5 separate regions of the Mus musculus genome follow, and all the other regions are linked to region 2. A link is a contact called in public Hi-C and promoter capture Hi-C data. All regions are on one chromosome and are shown on one strand. Each heading gives the region's core, a stretch centred on a gene start, on an enhancer-like site or on the middle of the called end of the contact. The rest is flanking DNA. Distances are from core to core; before and after follow the strand shown.

The links. Promoter capture Hi-C pulls out the DNA fragments that hold promoters and counts their contacts. Hi-C and Micro-C count contacts between places; a contact is called where the count stands out from the background.
Region 1: a contact with region 2 is called in a promoter capture Hi-C map of pre-B cells. The contact joins the promoter of Tshr here to the promoter of Dio2 in region 2. A contact is called at or near these places in 9 of 39 promoter capture datasets (the 3T3-L1 cell line, the C10 cell line, the HPC-7 cell line and 4 more), 1 of 484 Hi-C or Micro-C datasets (embryonic stem cells) and 7 of 115 datasets of contacts at active chromatin or transcription factors (acute myeloid leukemia, astrocytes, embryonic stem cells and 3 more).
Region 3: a contact with region 2 is called in a promoter capture Hi-C map of trophoblast stem cells, with 5 times the contacts expected there. The contact joins the enhancer-like site here to the promoter of Dio2 in region 2. A contact is called at or near these places in 3 of 39 promoter capture datasets (the HPC-7 cell line, hippocampal neurons and trophoblast stem cells).
Region 4: a contact with region 2 is called in a promoter capture Hi-C map of pre-B cells. The contact joins the promoter of Gtf2a1 here to the promoter of Dio2 in region 2. A contact is called at or near these places in 4 of 39 promoter capture datasets (the C10 cell line, the HPC-7 cell line and pre-B cells) and 2 of 115 datasets of contacts at active chromatin or transcription factors (astrocytes and large pre-B cells).
Region 5: a Hi-C map of cerebellum shows a contact between it and region 2, with 4 times the contacts expected there. The contact joins the enhancer-like site here to the promoter of Dio2 in region 2. A contact is called at or near these places in 3 of 39 promoter capture datasets (the 3T3-L1 cell line, cranial neural crest and hippocampal neurons), 5 of 484 Hi-C or Micro-C datasets (cerebellum, cerebral cortex, myocytes and 1 more) and 1 of 115 datasets of contacts at active chromatin or transcription factors (astrocytes).

What each region holds. Positions count from the first base shown.
Region 1 is chr12:91,399,461-91,403,190 of GRCm38.p6, forward strand. It overlaps Tshr (thyroid stimulating hormone receptor), which reads left to right and starts at 1,533. Exons shown (of 10, transcript NM_011648.5): 1 at 1,533-1,794. The coding sequence starts at 1,625.
Region 2 is chr12:90,737,403-90,740,909 of GRCm38.p6, forward strand. Dio2 (deiodinase, iodothyronine, type II) reads right to left here and starts at 1,636. Exons shown (of 2, transcript NM_010050.4): 1 at 661-1,636. The coding sequence starts at 882. It overlaps Gm26512 (a long non-coding RNA gene), which reads left to right and starts at 805. Exons shown (of 5, transcript XR_872906.2): 1 at 805-898.
Region 3 is chr12:91,518,396-91,522,115 of GRCm38.p6, forward strand. It overlaps Tshr (thyroid stimulating hormone receptor), which reads left to right. Exons shown (of 10, transcript NM_011648.5): 8 at 873-950. Among named protein-coding and RNA genes, the nearest start is that of Gm40541, 16 kb to the right of the region's middle. Within about 2 kb of position 1,361, at least 4 of the 459 cell types and tissues checked have an H3K27ac peak or open chromatin away from gene starts, as enhancers often do. A contact at or near this core is called in trophoblast stem cells, where this site is marked.
Region 4 is chr12:91,588,217-91,591,610 of GRCm38.p6, forward strand. Gtf2a1 (general transcription factor II A, 1) reads right to left here and starts at 1,433. Exons shown (of 9, transcript NM_031391.2): 1 at 1,319-1,433. The coding sequence starts at 1,348.
Region 5 is chr12:89,816,968-89,820,343 of GRCm38.p6, forward strand. The region is part of intron 14 of Nrxn3 (neurexin III); the gene reads left to right. Among named protein-coding and RNA genes, the nearest start is that of Gm40538, 590 kb to the right of the region's middle. Within about 2 kb of position 1,349, at least 7 of the 459 cell types and tissues checked have an H3K27ac peak or open chromatin away from gene starts, as enhancers often do. A contact at or near this core is called in cerebellum, where this site is marked.

The DNA.
Region 1 (3,730 bases), core at 283-2,782, 660 kb after region 2:
TGGGTGTCTGTTTGTAGTCATCCTCCTTCTCAAGACTTCAGTCCTTTGGAGCCTCATAGAGCCTATGGTGGCCTACAAGTTGCTATGTAGCCAAGTACCTTGATCCTCCTGCCTCTGACTCCCACAGCTGGGATTGCAGAAGTATCCCACCACACCAAGTTTACACTTGGCTAGGTTTGGAGCCTTGAACATGGTAGGCAAGCACTCTACCAACTGAGCTTTATCCCCAGCCCTGGCTTTACTTCCACCGAAAATACCACATAATGTCATGTATAGGAATGATCACACATAAGTACATAATGCTGTGAATTTAGTTCCTTGTGCTTGCCAGTCGTGTTCTAGATTTGTACATGTCATGTAAACTAGAGCTCGATTCATTTTCTATGAAATATTGTTTGTGCATTCACAGTTTTCTTGAAGGACACGTGGGGTTGTTTACACTTTGGGGTGACAATAAAGTTTCTATAAACATGGGGATGTGTATATCTTAAAGGTACAGTTCAATAAATCTTAATATTTACCTGCCCTTAACCTCCATCCTGTATTTTTAGAGCCTTCTCTCTTCATGTTTCTTCTGATTTCCACCACCACACCTTTCCCTCCTGCTCTGGAGTTACCTGTAAAAGAAGCCGTGTGGCATGTGAGGAGTTAGTATTCCTTTTGCTCCTAGAGGAACGAGCAAGCAGTTATACTTCCAAGAAGAAAATTGACACAATCTAGTTTACATTTGTAGCTAATATTCTTGGTGGGTGTGAGAAGAGCAAGGTGGCACTTAAGTGTTCTCTTCATTCTGGATTTCTGGAGAGGGTGGATGAGAATGAAAAGTGTCTAGGATTCTAAGCAGATTCGTAAAACCAGACTGTTACCGTGCAGGCAAGGGAACCTGTGTGCGCAGTTCCCAGTTATCTACAGCAGATGGCCCCAGAGCCCAGCGCCTGACTTCACGGAGCTGCTGGGTTTGGTGAGAGCAGCATCTCCAGACGTTTAGTGGCGCCTCCAAGCTGGACCGTGGCTGTTCCAGCTAGACAGCATGGAGGATTGTCTCGCCCGGAGTGACTCGTCCCCCTTCAGCTGCACTCTAAGCTGTCACGGGTTGTGCTGACTGCTCCGGAGACTTTTAACCTGGAGAAGCCGAAGTTCCACGGGACACTAGAGAGTCCCACAACAGTCCCCTCCGTGGAGACATTAGACGGAGCCCATTTGGGTGGGTCCCCGGTCGGCACAGCTCTTAAAGGCTGCTCAGTCGGGAAATGTAGCTTCAGGAGTTCGGAGACCAGGAGAGACGAAAGCGTGTCTAGACTTAAGAAAGAACTAATAGGTGACAGGGAGGGAACGACACAGGGACCGAGGTTGGGTGTCTCGGAACAGAAGGCGCTGCGAGGCTGATGAAGTGCCGCAAGCAGGCTTGTTTGGATGGAGAGTTGCCTAGGCAAGCGGAGCACTTGAGAGCCTCTCCTTCCCCCTCTCCAGCGTGCTCTCCAGCGATGAGGTCACAGCCCCTCGGAGCCCTCCTCCTCCCTCCCTTCCCCTCCTGCACCCGGGTCTCTTCCAGCGTCAGACGCAGGGCACTGAGAATGTGGCGACAGCGCGCAACGATGAAGTAGCCCAGAGGGTCCCTTGGAAAATGAGGCCAGGGTCCCTGCTGCTGCTTGTTCTGCTGCTCGCCCTGTCCAGGAGCCTGCGGGGCAAAGAGTGTGCGTCTCCACCCTGTGAGTGTCACCAGGAGGACGACTTCAGAGTCACCTGCAAGGAGCTCCACCGAATCCCCAGCCTGCCGCCCAGCACCCAGACTCTGTGAGTAGCCAAGGCCAAGACCCCCCCCCCCCGAGAAATTCGTGGTGTGTGTTGGGGTGTGCGCGGATATCTGGTCAGTCCCTGTACAAATTCAATCCCCCATGCTCGGGAAGGTCAGCTATGCTGCTGACACGGGGGACAGAATCCCTAATAAAACTTTGGTTCAAGATACCTGGGAGTTGTGCTTAATAAAAAGTTACAAGTAGTCTGTCTACATTGTGCCAACTCCTAGTGCCCGCTGGATTCTAGTTTCACATCAAGTAATAGTTAGACACACACACAACCTTAAGAATTAACTTTTAAAACTTATCTTAGAAAATACAATTGCTTCTCTTCCCAAATTCCCCTGTAAGTATCCCTAGATGAGAAATTACCTTGGCCATTTGACTTATCAAATAATTGTTAAAAGCTTGATCAGAGACGGCATAGTGGCTCTCGACTTTAATCCCAGCAGTCAAGAGACTTTCTGTGAATTTCTGTGAGTTCCAGTCCAGCTTGGTCAGCATAGTGAGTTCCAAGGTAGCCAGGGCTATGTAGACAGACTCTGTCTATAAGAAGGAAACAAAACAAAACAAAACAAAACATAATCGGGAGCCTATTAGAAATGAATCCTTGGACTTGTCAGAACCAAGAAGGGTTTCAAAAAAGGGGGAGGGTTCCCCTCCCATTCCATCTGATCTCTCCTTTATTCTGAACTAGTCTCCTGAATGTGTGTGTCCCAAAGGGGTTTAACTAGATTGCTTACAGGAGCATACATGAGGGGGTTATAGGAGCCTGAGCAGTTACCAGTGGTGAAACCACATAAAGAAAATGTCTCTCCCTCCCAAGGAACCAAGGAAACATCAACATCTGTTAAATCTTCAGGTAGGGGTGGGGGCCTTCTGAGCCCTTACCCACTTTATGGCAGTATGCTAAAGGGTTTAAACGTACTCAGGTCATGGGCAGGCAATCACAGCTTCTATTGGCTCACAGCCATGTCATGTCAAGACAGTGTTCTGCCATCTCCACCCCATCCTCATTTAGAGTTTTTGAAGAGACCTCTGGTTTATAACGCAAATCCTTGAGTTAGCCTCACTTTGCAGCATCCATCAGGATGCTAAACATCCTGGGCTGGCTGTTTGATATGTTGCTAACATGCTGAGGGTGTTTCTTCCTTAGCATGATCTACCTGTGTACTATGGTAGTGAGAGTGAAGTCGATCTCCTCTCTCTACACTGCCGATACAATGCTTCTGTGGTCTTATGGATGGGAAGGAGAGACAGTTCCAATGCAGCACTGGATCTTTTCTTACTTGCCTCTCCAGGGAGGCACAGGGACCGTCATTATAGCAGGGGCTGTGATGGGGACTGGGGGAGCTGCTATCCCTACTGCCCATTTGGGACATTTGACCATCTTTGATATGCAGGAGAACTCTCACTGGAGAATGACACTAGGAAACCTAGACAAAGCAAGAGAACGTAATTAAAGATTTGGGCACATAAGGCCAATGAGATGGCTTAGTGGGTAAAAAGAGCTTGCCCCACAGCACAACAACCTGAGTTTGATCCCTGGAATCTATATGGTGGAAAGTGAGCACTGAATCTCACCGGTTGTCCTCTGATCTCCACATGAGCACCATAGCACACCTCCCAGTGTGTAAATGAATAAAAATGCATGTCTCTGTAGGATTCTCTAAAAAGTAAAGAGTAAAACAACAGCAACAACGTGTTTGGCACATAATTATAGATAATATTACCTCCAAACCAAGCACACTAAGCTGGCCCATCAGTCTCGTCTATTCAGAAGGTTGCCAGGTACTGCTCAGATTGCCTTAGGCTGCCTCTGCATAAGAGGATGGCAGTCTGTGTTTGTATGCTAACTCACTTTGCCTTGTCCTTTAGCCCAGAGCAGGATGCCTGGCACTGTCCCCATCAGTTTCATGGTGGCAGCCATGACC
Region 2 (3,507 bases), core at 386-2,885:
TCTCACACACAAAGTCTGGGTTTCTGACAACCTATCCCTAGATCTTTCTTTTGCAAACTGACACTTAGTAACGAGGAGTCCACACATTCCAACTAAGTAGGTGGTCATGCTCAGCTTGCTTTCATTTGTTCTTAACTCCCTAAGAAATGGAGGGGCTATAGTGAGGTCACAGCCATCGTCATCATCATTATCATCATCACCACCACCACCATCATCCTCATCCAACTCTGACCATTTCAGCAGAAAGAAAACACTATTCAAACCTTCTCCTACATATCACACATGTAAAGCAAAGCAGCAGAAACCAGCTCATATCAAGGGCAGAACAAATACAGCAAGTTCCAAGCCCCCCTCCCAGAACTCTGATTTTACCTACAGTTATTTTATACCAGCACAAACCCCTTCAACTGCCAATTCAGTGCAAAGTAACAGCAGCCCTCATTAAAGACTCCTACTGAAGTCACCAAGAGTCCCCGTGGCTCCGTGTCTGTCACTCCCAAATCTAACCTGTGCAACAGGTGTCCCAAGTGGCACTGAGACTCCGTGGAACATAGTCACTGGAGAGGACACCCCAAGTAGGACTCCCCAGAGCCAGCAGCCCCACACCTTCCACACCCCTAGCCCTTGCGACCCAGGAGAAGCTCAGTGGCTGCAGCTCACCTGTTTGTAGGCATCTAGGAGGAAGCTGTTCCAGACACAGCGCAGCCCTTCTGAGGTCAGCATGCGCCTCCACTCTCCGCGAGTGGACTTGGAGCGGCTCAGAAGCAACGCCACGTGCTTGAGCAGAATGACCGAGTCATAGAGCGCCAGGAAGAGGCAGTTGGAGAAAAAGACTGGCAGGATCTGCAGGGTGATCAGCAAGTCTACGCTGAGGAGTCCCATCTTCTCTGCCTCCTCGGTCAGTCTCCTGGGCACTCTGCTTCCCCAGTCACCTTCTTTTTGCAAAGGAAGGTGGTGGTAGAGAAGTGGGGGACCAAGGGGAAGGTTGGGAGGGGGGTGAGGGAGAGGGAGAAAAGCTAAATTAGAAGAAATCCCAACTTGTCTCTTCTTTGAAAGAAGCAGAAATGGAAAGACCAGGTTCAGGCTCTGCAGCCCAGCAGTTGGAGTGTACCCATCAATTCATTCAATTCCGAGATGCATTTTTTTCCAGGATTTAAGATGGTTTAAAAAAAAAAAAAAGGCACCACCACCAGCAACAACAACAACAAAAACCCTGGCGTGCCAGTCCCTAATCCAGTTTACCCCTGTCAGAGTCCGTTAAAGACAGGAAGTTCTACTTTCATTTCCAGGCACCTATGAGACTGCAGAGATGGTAAAAATTTTCTTTTAGCTTTTCATGTTCCTTTAAACGCTGTCTGGCTTCTTGCACTGCCAATTTCTTAACTGTGCTGTAAGGGTAGGGGTTGTTTGGTTTGTTTGGGGTTTTTTTCTTTCTTTCTTTCTTTTTTTCTTTCTTTCTTTCGCTCTGTCTTTACTCCGTTGTAAACATACTTTCTGTTCTCCTCCTCCCAGCCTGTCTCCCTCTGCCTGTCCTTTCTCCAGGTTCTCCAGGAGCGGCTGTCCTCTGCCCCCTCCCTCTGGCGTTTCCCTCTTTGCTATCTTCTGCCTCCGCTGGCTGCAGAGTGCCTCTCTCTGCAGCTAGTGAGTCTCCCTGAAGCCTTTTATACATTCCCTGGCTAATTGCTGCAATAGAGAAATGAAAGCCTAATCTTGCTAAAGATCTTGACGTCATTGAGAAAGAGGGCTTACTTTGGCCAGGAGTGCAGTGAGCAGAAAGGCAAAACTCTACAACTTTTTTAAAAGGAGAGGTGGGGGAGACAGAAGGATTTTGCTTTGTGCTTTAAAGGGAGAGAAAGAAAAAACGATGTTACCTTTGACAAGTCTCAAGAAATGCTTCCAAACTTAAAGAAAAGTAATTTGTAGACTAATATGTTAACACTTTCCTCTGATTATCATTTTTATTAACTTAGGAATTTTGGCAAGAAAGCTTCCTGGCAGGCAGGTAGAAAAGCGAAAGCGTGAACATGGGTGCTCTCTGCTCCATTAAAAAGAAAAAATAAAGCTATTAATGCTCCCGTGTGGGCGTTACACCTTTACACAGGATTGGTTTTTTTCTCACCCGATCTCATTCCTGGGTGTTATGAATATATTTTCAGTAATGATCTTATCAGAGGGAATAGAAAGTGAATTTTGAGTTGGAAATTTTATAAACTATTTGAGACCACCATGGTATATCTTTAAAGATTATTCCCAAACTGAATTCAAGTATTATTTTTGGTTTTACTAAAGCTTCGATATTACAACAACAACAACAATAACAACTAACCTTCCAGCCATGGAAGGAGCTGCTGAGTGACCAACTCTTTCAGTGTCATTTCCCTACAACACTGATAAAATACTATTTCCATTCATTGGCATTTAGATCCCAGGAGACTGAGAAATTGATTATTTATGAGAATCTCTTAAATTCAGCCTTTAATAGTCCAGAAGCTTTAGGGAGCCATTTAGTTTGCTTGGAGGAGAAGATTAAAAGAAAGTAAAAAGGCTATAGGTAGTTAGGGGCTATATAGGTAGTAAGGGGCTATATAGATGGTAGGGGTTGTAAGTGGCTAGGGGCTGTAAGTGGTTAGGAATAGAAACAAACCAAGAATTAACACCAGGTGCCCCTTGGGCCTCAGTGGACTCTCTTGCCTTTTAGTTCCCAGGACAGTTATTTAAACAGATAGAACCTGGCAGTGAGTTTCCACCCCTACCTCCTTCTACGTTTCCTCCCTCTCTTACCTAACAGATCACTTCTAGGAGTGACATTTTTCTGAGAGTAGTAGTGACAATTATAGACACTGGAGTGGAAACATAAATTGAAATTGAAAGTCAATTTGTTGAGTTTTCTATGTTCACAGAGCTCCTGTCAAGCTCGAGCTGAACAGTAGATGCAAACAGGTGGTCAGTCCCTTGAGCTTCTATATCTTGCCCCCGGTCTCCAACTCTGTATTGACAGGACTGTAAAGCCTAAACAGAGGTCATTCTTTGTAGAGAGCATGGGCTAAAATCTGCATATGGATGTATTTTGTTCAGCTGGTAATATGGTTCTGAAAAATAGTCCCAAGGAGAGAGTAAGCTCTATGTGACCCACAACTCTTGTCTTCTCTACACATTGCCATCTCCCGAGCACATAAGAATCCTGGTTGGGACATGTTCAGCTCAGTGGTGTTCTGAATGAATGAATACCTAGGGCATATAGAGGGCTCAGCTCTGCTTCACACTAGGGGGCGCCATTCACATACAACATAACATGGTAGAGAGGTGCCCTGGAATTCTAAAATGAGGTAGCTTTTTGCATGGCTGCTCCCCAAAGACAAGGGCTCTCTACCATCATATTTTTATTTCTTTCCTCTTCTCTTCTCTTCTCTTCTCTTCTCTTCTCTTCTCTTCTCTTCTCTTCTCTTCTCTTCTCCTCTCCTCTCCTCTCCTCTCCTCTCCTCTCCCCTTCCTTCCTTCCTTCCTTCC
Region 3 (3,720 bases), core at 111-2,610, 780 kb after region 2:
AAATCCTTGGGTGCTTTTGTTCATTGGGAGGAAATTTTATTTCAAACACACATTGTGACTTAAATTGCATAAGAAATATTCTTCTTTCAAATAGCCAGTGTGCTGTACAAGAGAAAGGATCGACATACACATCACTTTTCAGGAAAGATGCTCACTGTAATTTTATTTACATAAGTATCCCTATGCCAGAACTGGTATTGTTGGATAAAATGCATGCCGTTTAACTAAATTTGAATTTCAAATAAGCAACAGCTAATTTTGGTAGGAAACTTTGTGCTTGAAAATTATTCACTATTTATCTGTAAATTGAATTAAAGTAGCATCATGCATTTTAATTTGCTAAATCTGGCAACTCTGCTCAAAGAAAAGAACCATCCCTACCGCCCACCACCACCCTTACCATCTCCACCCCAGCTCTTAGTTAAAGTCTAGCTTCAGAGATAGATGGGGATAATAGTCAATCTTAAGAAGCAAAATCTGAGTCAGGGTAGAGAAAACAATTGCCAGGAAATAGGAAATCTAGCCAGCTTTGATAAAATGTGGATATGCAAATTAGACCCGAAACATAGTTCATTTTCAAAGATTCCTGTCACAATGAAACTTTGCCTTCCCGACACATGGAACGGTGCTTAAGCCAGGAGAGTGCAAGGTATCGTCAAAATTAATGTGACCTTGGTTACATCTTATCTTGATATTTATTCTAATGTTATGTGACAGCTTAAGTTTGTCTAACTCATTTTCTCTCTCTCTCTCTCTCTCTCTCTCTCTCTCTCTCTCTCTCTCTCTCTCCCTCTCTCTCTCTCTCTCTCTCTCTCTCTCTCTCTCTCTCTCTCTCTCTCTCTCTCTCTCTTTCTCTCACCTATTCTGTCTAGTTACCTAAACAAGAATAAATACCTGACAGCTATAGACAACGATGCCTTTGGAGGAGTATACAGTGGACCAACTTTGCTGTGAGTAAGACAAATCAATGGCTAGTAGCTTTTTATTATTTTTCTGAAATGAAAGAGGTGTGAAGAGAGGTGATGCCATTACCTCTCTTAGCATTTCTACACAATGACCTTGAAGGCCACTCTTGTAAAAGAAAACATATACATAGGGGGCTGGCTTACAGTTCAAAGGTTTAGTCTGTTATCATCATGACAGGAAGCGTGTGTGTGTGTGTGTGTGTGTGTGTGTGTGTGTGTGTGTGTGTGTACCGAGTTCAAATGAATAGGAATGGGAGGAGTCTGGGAATTAGCATTGGTTTTGGTATGTGTCAATAGGAAGCCAGATGCTAGAGGAAGGGGAAATAAGGGAGTGACTCTTCCTGGCAGACAGAAAGTCTTTCACGGATTCCTGAGGAAGTATTCACCAGCAATCCTATAGTCCAGTGTGGGCTGAACCAAGACTGTCATTTCTAGACCTAACAGTAACAATCCAGGAGTGGTTCCATGCAGACCTGTCACCCAGCATTGAGAGAGGCGAGGACAAAAGGATTGATAGGTTATTTCTCCTCCTCCAGGGAGGTGAGCCAATTCAAACCAGATTAGAATATATTAAAGGCAGGTTTATTGGGAAGCTGTTCTCGGGCAAGTTAGCTGGCCCTAAGGACCAGGGAAGTCACCATGGGGAAAGGGGGAGATGGGAGGCAAAAGAAAGAGAGAAAGGGCAAGCTCAAAGAGAGAAGGACAAGAGAAGAGAGAGAGCAAAATGTCTGGATTATATAGGGAGAAGTCTCTGGGGGAAGGACAGCCAAGCGCCTGGGCTGGAAAGTTCAGAATTGGGGGCAGGGTATGCCAGGTAGGGACTGAGGGATGCTGGGAGAACCTGGAGGCCAGGTCTGCTTTGATATGTAAATGCACCTCAGTCCCTTGTCCCAGATCCAAAATCAAACAAGGACCACAGGGGCTTGCTTACTGGTTTTGAGTCTAAATGGGGAAAAAAAAAGCATGAGCTCCAAATTCTGGGAGAGACCCTGCCTCAAAGCAACAAGGCAGCGCGAGGGAAAGGAAGCCGCCTGATGCCCTCTTCTGGTCTCTGAGTACAGAGCTACACGTACCCATATGTACCATACACATAAACACACATGTACCCAACACAAGCCACACTTATACAAATATACACACATGCACATACCTACGCAAAGTAAAAAGATAAATTAGGGGTAGAGAGATGGCTCAGCAGTTACGATCACTTGTTGCTAGGACCTAGGTTCAGTTCTCAGTACCTATCTAGAACTCGGTCAGCACCGAACTGATAGCTTCTTGACTTATGAAGGTACAAGGCACACATATGCTCTACATACATAGATGCAGGCAAAATGCCCATAAACATAGAACAAAATAAATAAATCTTATTTTAAATTTCCAATTAAAATAATAGTACTGAACGGGAAAAAAAATGAAATAAAAGGAGGACATGGCTACTCCTAAGTATGAAGATTTTTATTATGGATATAAGGGAGAAGCAGGCAGAGGGAAGAGTCCAGGCTAAACGCGACCAGCAGACTATGTGCACCATGAGAGGAGAGAGAGAGGGAGAGGGAGAGAAGAGCCACCAGCCAAGAGAGGCAGGCAACGAGAGCGTAGTAGGCAACATGGCCCCGGGAGGGAGAGGTTTAGGGTAGTGGGCAGGGTGAGGAGTGATGTGTTTTATAAAACTCTGTATGATGCAGCAGGACGGGTGCCTTAGGGGCCTATAACAAAGCACACACACACCCCCATCCCACCCCAGGTATCAGCCATAAGATGGGTCTAACATAATTTTGTGGGGGACCTAGAGAGGATTCTGGGTAAGGAAGTAGAGGCAGAGAAAGAAAGGAAACAGAGAAGACAGAGAGACGGACGGAGACACAGAGAGAGCAGCAGGGAACACCTGAGGAGGGGGGGAAGGAGAGGGGAGGAAAAAAGAGGAGAGGGGAGGGAAGGGGAGGCCCAGTTGCTAGGTAACTGTTGGGCAGAACCTAGAGGAAATGCTAACAAGGAGTCCTGGGAGGAGCCACTGTTACTGAGTGGTCCTGGGAGGAGCCTCAGGTCCTGGGTTCAAAAGCTAACAAGTACCAATCATTATATTAACAAAAATTTAATTAAATCAAATAAAATATAGGCGGACAGTTAAAGAAATCGCCAGCACTTGGAAGTTCAGTAAGAGAAAAAACAAAAAACAAAAACAAAAAACAGTATCATTTCTCAAATGAGAAGCATAGAAGTTCATAAATTGTGTATGCATGACCTGTAATGTCTCTGTAATTTTTCTCTTGAACCTGTTGTATCAAATTTTTCATTTTTCTTTCCCACAGTCTTCCCCTAATTAGATTTGACGGTCCCACAGGAAAGGGACTGTGCCCTGTAGTTTCATAACGCCCTCACCACAACAGAAATTAGCAAATACCCAGTGAACGGCTGATGCACTATAATTGAGTGTCAAATAGCTGTCCATGGCTTGGTTGCCATTTGGTCTACAAGCTAAACCTGGAAAATCCAAAGAAAGGGGGATTTTATATTATGTGTGTTTCTGCCTCATGTGGTATCTTGGTAAAGGAATAGTTTTCTCTCAACAGTCAACAAAATATCATCAAACCTGCCTATGTACCATCTTTTCTCAAGGTCATTTCTCAAAGAAGAATTTGATTTCCACCAGGCACAAATCTAGGACACCATCTATTCTGCCGTCCTTATGCCCCACCCCACCCCCAAGAAGGCCTTTTAATTTAGTTTGGGAATTTGATAATATTTTTATTGA
Region 4 (3,394 bases), core at 183-2,682, 850 kb after region 2:
AGCGGCCACAGCAAAACACTCGGGTCCGTGACAACAGCCTCCCGGCTCCGGAGCGAAATCTCGGCGTGAAAGGAGCCTAGAAATAAAATGAGCTCCGCACGCCGGCTCCTCTCGCCTCGGGAGCACGCACCTCCCAGCCCCGCGCTCAGCAGCTCTCACTATTTAAAGCCGGATCTGGTGTTTAAATGGAGAGGCGGTGACGTAGGCCTGAAAAGCACCTTCCCATCCTGGCAGAGTCTATATTAGAGAGCGGCAATGGCTCTATATAAACAGGGCAGCCAAAGGGAGGAGGACCACAAGGCGCAGGCACTGAAAAGCAGGGTAAGCGGCCGCAGCCATGATGGATCGACCCGAGTCGCCAACGGTATAGTGTCGGGCAGCCGCAGGCTGCTCTGCGGCGTTTGGGACCGGGCAAAATGAAAAAAAAAAATTTTTTTTAAAAATAAACAAACAAAAAAACAAATATTGTGCTTTATTGTCATAAAAAGAAATCAAGAGATGGGGTGGCCTAGTGATCACATTGCGTTGGTGACTCTTTTAAAAGGTTATTTTTATGTGACTGCTTTTTGCAAACCTACGTGATCGCAAGTAACCAAAAAAAAATTTTTTTTTGCTCCTTTTTAAAAAAGGGAGCAACGGGAAGAAGTAGGCAAATCTCGAGGCGAAAGCGGGGACTCTTGGGCCATTCATGTAGGCTTTGTTTGTTCTGGTGCTTAGGCTAGTCGAAGATACCGCGGGGGTTTTGCTTCCCCTTCGCCATTTTACCCACTGGGGAGGAACCGAGATAAGTGCTTTCCAACCTTCATAATTTTTTTGTCTTTTTTTTTTTCTTTCTTTCTTTCCTTTCGGAGGATTAGTAAAATCGGCCCCAAAGGAGGCTCTCCCAAAGCACCACCTCCGGAGAGCCCCCGAAGGCACGCCCGGCCTCGGCGGTATCCGAGAGGCTTCCCCAGACGCGGGGCTCGACCCGCAGCCGCTCGCTCGGGGACTGGCCGGGTCCGGGTCCCCGCGTGGGGCCATCGCCCGCCCGTCCGCGCCCCGGGGTCGGCAAGCCAGGGCCCCAACGGCCTGCGTGGCCCGCCCCGCGGCGCTCCCGGCCCCCGCCGCCCTCCTCCCGCCAGTCCTCGGCGTCCCCCCCGCCCGGCCAGGCCCGCGGCGGGCAGCGGCGGCGGTGGAGGGCGGAGGGGACCCGGTCGGGAGCGCCGCCTCGCCCGGGCCCGCCCCCGCCCGCCCGCCCGTCCGTCCGTCCGTCCCAGCCAGCCGTTGCCTGCCGCCGGAACCTTCGCAGCCCCCGCCGGCCACCGCACCACGTCCTTACCACGGTGTTTGTGTTTGCCGAGTTCGCCATTTCCACACACAACACAAACAAGAGGGAACGAGATAGAAAGAAAGGAAAAAAAAATTTAAAAAAAAAAAAAAAAAGAAAAAAAAAAAAAAACAACTGAGACCCGGAGGGTGACCCAAGTCACCCGCCAAGAGTGGGGCAAAAAAAAAAAAATCTCTCAACAAAACCGATCCAGAAGGAGTAAGAGGCGGGAGAGCAGGAGGAGGGGGGCACTCCTCCCGCAGCTAAAAACCTCGAGAATCGCCTAAAGAAAAAAGAAAAAATGGGGGAAAAAATTAGCCACGACCCCTTAGGGGGTTAGGGGGCGTCACCCGCTCCCCACTCGGCGCCGAGGAGGGAAACCAACACCGGTCACCGCTCCCCGCGCCACCGCTGCCGCCACCGGCTGCAGCTCCAGCCGTCCGGTCCGCCTGCTTCTCCCCTTTATATAGCGAGCCAACGAGCTGCGCGAGCCGCCGCCGCCGCCGCCGCCGAGAGACAGGGCGGAGGGAGGGAGGGGCGGAAAGGGCGGGGGCAGCGGGGGGCGGGGCCGAGCGCGAGACACCGCGAGAACCGCGTGCGCACGCGCGCCCGGGGCGTCGCCAGGTTTCTTTTCCCCCCCCTCCCCCCCGCCCCGGCTGGGTGGCCGGGTGGGCGGGGCCGCGGGCCTGGAGTAAAGAAGGCGCGCGCCGCGGCCTTTTCCCCACCCCCCTATGGCTCGCGCGATCACGTGGTCCGCACCCTGGCGGAAGCGGTCCGTGGCGGTGGTGGTGGCGACCGGTTGGACCGGGAGGCGTCCTCCGGAGGAGGCTGGGGTATTGAGGGAAGCCAGCGATCAAGGGTACCTAGCGCTGCGTCGGGTGGACGCGCAGCCGCTCCGGTGGAGCGGAGGAGTGGGAGTAGCCGCCGAAGCGATAGGCTTCCCCGGAGGATGGCTGCGGAGGGACGGCGGGTCACGTGGCGCGGCTTCCGGCTCCCGCGCGCTGGGGCTTGGGACAGTTTTTAAATGCGGAGTCATCTTTTGATTCGTGAGCTTAGGTCGGATGAGGAGGAAGTTCGCGCCTCTTGCAAAGGACAGACCTCGTGAAGTTGTGTATAAGTCCAAAGGCTAGGAAAGCTTTGTTCTCCCTCTGTCTACTTTACAGAATTAGGGACGCCTGTAGGTGTTTCCAGCCGTTTGTCTGTACAAAATTAAACTATTAGGTGGTTTGGCTAAAATGCCCCAAAGAGTCAGCCTCTACCAACTCAAAAGTACTTTAGATGACTTCTTAGGGTGGTAGAAATGACGAAAAAAGAAAAGGAACTCGGATACAACTACTACATATTTGACTCCCTGACATACATTACTGCTCTGTTTTTAATGTTACCAGAGTGCTGTGATTTGCACACTGGCCAGCACACAGTGACTAACCACATCTGAAACCCATGCCGTTGACTCATCAACTTGCCTGGCCTGTCCCAAGAGATCAGGCAGAGTCTGTTGGTATCTTGGAGTGCAATTCATCGGGAGTTTGACCTGGGACGTGCAAGCAAATTCTGCCTTTGTATCAATATTTTACGGAACAGATTCCTGTTTGGTAGGCAGAATTTAACAACTGCCACTTTCCCTGGTCCTAGGAATATGGGGACAAAATGTAATGTGGACGTGGGCATTTTATGTTCAAAAAGCAATCAGACAATGTCATTCTATGCCAGTGAAGCCAGATAAGTGAAATATCAAAGACTAGAAGAGCATGGAAAGACTACAGATTGTTTCCTATGACCTCAGGGAAGGGGATTAGCGAAGACTGGGACCATGCATACTAAGAAGCTGGACATAAACCTTCTCTTGAGAGAATTTTTTTTTCACCTCAGGGTTTCTCTGGCTTTCCTGTAACTCAGAGAACTGCCTGCCTCTACTTTCCCAGTGCTGGGATCAAAGGCATGCCACCACACTTGACTCTAGGATTTCTTCAACATTAGCTCCATTCTCTCCTTTAATTTCTTTTTTTTTTTTTTTCTTTTTCTCTTTTTTTGTTTGTTTGAGACAGGGTCTACAAGTTCCAGGACTACACAGAATCCTTGTAGTCC
Region 5 (3,376 bases), core at 99-2,598, 920 kb before region 2:
TATGCTTGGTTTCCACAATTTAAATAGCAGCTGTGAAAGTGCTGGGTGGTTTAGCTGGGCAGAGCATAGAAATAGGTACAGTGTACTGGTTTTCATCCCATTAATTTTCATTTCCATACAGGTTTTATATTCTTTTCCAAACCATCCTAAGCAGATGTGGTAGTGGCCTCACTGGTGGCAGAGGAACCAGGGAGTCTTGAATGACACTCTGCCACGAGATCCTTTCAGGGCCTAGCCTCTAAAGTTTGCCCAGCATTAGGCTCACTCTGGGCTCCTCTGCTGAGCACATTATGGCGCTGTGCAGCTGCTCTCTCACCACTTTCTCTCTGCCTTCCTTCTTGAGATCGGGAACACTGAATAATTCAGAGTGTTGGTTGACAGATAAAACGATAAGATTTATACGTCGTTGGCCTTGGTGATGAATTAATTAAATTGGTTTCTCCTCTATCCTCGGCATGCATTGTTTTCTGTCTGTAAAATGTGCTTGCTGGTAAGTGGTGGGCTTGGAGATTTGCCTGCTCTTGAAAGATGGTAGGGGAAGATTATAATATCAGAGGATAAATCTTTTCAGGACTGCTAATGTTATTGCCGCCACCACCAGATAGGGTAGAGGTGGGGGAGGGGGGCTGCACTGTTACAGGCAGAAGAGATGAGAAATGCTTAACAATTGCCTTCAGGGCTGAGAGGAAAAGACTGTTTCTAACTACTAGTTCATAGAATCCAGCAGTGAGACTTTACTCCTCGATATCAAAATTTCAGAGGTACCACATTCTATTCTGTAGTTTAGAGCTGATTTATCAGGATTTCAGATATCTCTGGGACCCTGGATAGCCTTGGAGAGACACACATCTCTGAAGGTAACCCATGAGCTTCCCTTCCATATTTGTTTCCTTCTAGCTCAGCTCTGAAGGCTAAGGGTTGAAGATCAGAATGGAAGCAGGCTTAGTCTCTGGGGAGCTGTCTCTGGTTTACATATGGTCATTTCCCTACTGAGTTGCCATCTTGTCTTTTCTCTGTGTGCACCATCACAGGCAGAATTGCTTCCCCTCAACCTCCTTCTCTAAAGACCCATTCAGCTACATTAGGTCCACCCAACAACTTTGTTGTATTTTTGTCATCTCTTTACAGGCTCTAACTCCAAATGGCAGCATTCTGAGTTCCTGTTGAGTGGAGCTTCCATATACCCATTTTGTGGACACAGTGTAATTTTGACATCTCCAGGGTGGGGACTAGTCATCACTCTACCTGTACTGTGTGTTCAGTGAGTTCAGAGTAGACAAGTAAACCCTAGGTGACACTGACAGCAATTTACCAAATCCTAGGATGGTGCCTCGAAAAGAAAAGTCCTATTTACATAAATGGCGAAAACAAAGACAGCAGGTTTACTCAACTTCTGTTTGCCTTCTTGGCTGAGCTTCTGGGCCTGAGTCCAGACACTGATGTGCATAGGACTAACTCTGTCTGACTGCAGACACAGGCTCTGTGCATAGTCTAATGTGAACATTCCAAGGCTTTCTCAGCCAGACCTGTTGCCCTTCCAAGCTATATCCTCAGACCTCTCCTCACTGACTTCTTTAAGACCTATGGCTAATTTCTTGCCACCCTCCCAACACACACAAACACACACACACACACACACACACACACACACACACACACACACACTGCTAGTGCTTCACTTTTCACCTTTAATTGAGGAAAACAGATTAACTACATACAAATACTACATATTTTGGCAGCAAAAAATACTTTAAAAAGTATCATTTTTAATGATTTTCCAGTTGGATTTTATATGAAACTTATTTCTAGATATAAATGTTATATATATCCTGTCTACTTTATCAGTCAAGAGGCTCTAGTGAAATGACTAAGACAACATATTGTTCATTGTAAAGTTGCTATAAATTGGAAGCAAGGTGTTCAATTCTTTTGGAAAATAATTTTCTTCCCTTCCTCTATCCTTCCTTCCTCCCCTATTCCTCCTCCTCTTCCTCCCTTCTCTCCTCTCCCTTCCTTCTCTCCTTCTAGGTTCCCCCACTTCAGATACTTCTTTTTAAAATGAGCCATGAAAGCATGTGTTAATAAAGGTCTCAATGTTGACTGGTAATGGAGTTCAAATGGATGCTGGGACATTAGGAATGGGTGAGGTAAATCAAGGACAAAATTTAGAGTTGAATGTATTGTGAATCAGCCTTTGTTTCTTTTTTTGCCTGGCTGAGAGGCATGTATCTTTAAACCTCAATAGTTGATAGTATGACTTGTCTGCTTTATGCACAAAATTTCCCAGAAGATTAAATTATATACGTGGTCCACATGACTCACATGGGTGGCACATTTTATAAGAAATACAATAATGTCAGGGCCACCTTCTCTCATGGACCTAGGTTTGCTTGCCCACCCACAGGCAGGTTGAAGATGCTGTATTCCTGCTTTCTCCTTATTTCGCTATGGCAACACTGTTGGCCTCTGAAGAACTACTTCATTTGTGCACTAATTTTGGGGAAAATGTAGATGAGAACACCTCCATAAGCATACAGAAATCAAACTGGGATGTGACCTACAGCTATCCCTTTAGGCAGAGATCCATATTGGATAAGTTCTAACCATAGTTAACAAATTGTAACAAGACATGCAGAAGCTCAGAGATCTTGGATAATAAAAGTGATGAAGGCTCTGAGAAGATTCTGAGGCCAAACATTCCTATGTTTGATATGCATTAGGAGGTAAACTAAAAAAAAAATAATTTGACAAACCTATACTTTAGAGTAGGAAATAACTTTTGTTTTTAGGTCAACTGTCTTCAGATATGGAAAGGGAAAACTTATTTTAATGCTGTTTTTCCTTTGTAATTTTACATTTTAGAGATCCGGGGTCATAGAACAGATACTTTCTAGTCTTGATTTAAAGACAGAGTTCTCATGGGGAGAACACTGTAGAATCGGAGAGTTCATTGCAAGTTTTCTTTCTCGCCAGTTCTGTGAACCTGGCGGCCTGTTTATAGTTGTTCCTTTAACTTCTAACCTTTCCGCAAGGTTCTTGATCTTCTAACTTTTCCTATTCTTTCCTCCTATAGTGGGATGCACTGCTACTGTGATTTAATTCTGTAGCTGGAGGAAACATTCTCTTCTGTTTCATCTCCTCACATTATGGGGGTGCTCCCTCAGTACCACTGGGAGGCAAGCTCTCCCAGTACTATTTATCATGAGCACTGAATGATCTCAGACTCCTGCATCTTTCAGACATGCATCTCACCTGTGTGTTAGACCTGTCTGAATTCCACGGGTATGCCATTGTGCTATAGGCCTATTTTCTTAATTGTCAGATAATTTTGCCAAAGCCACCAGCCAGGTTTTCCCTTTTCCCCTCAGAAAGAGCC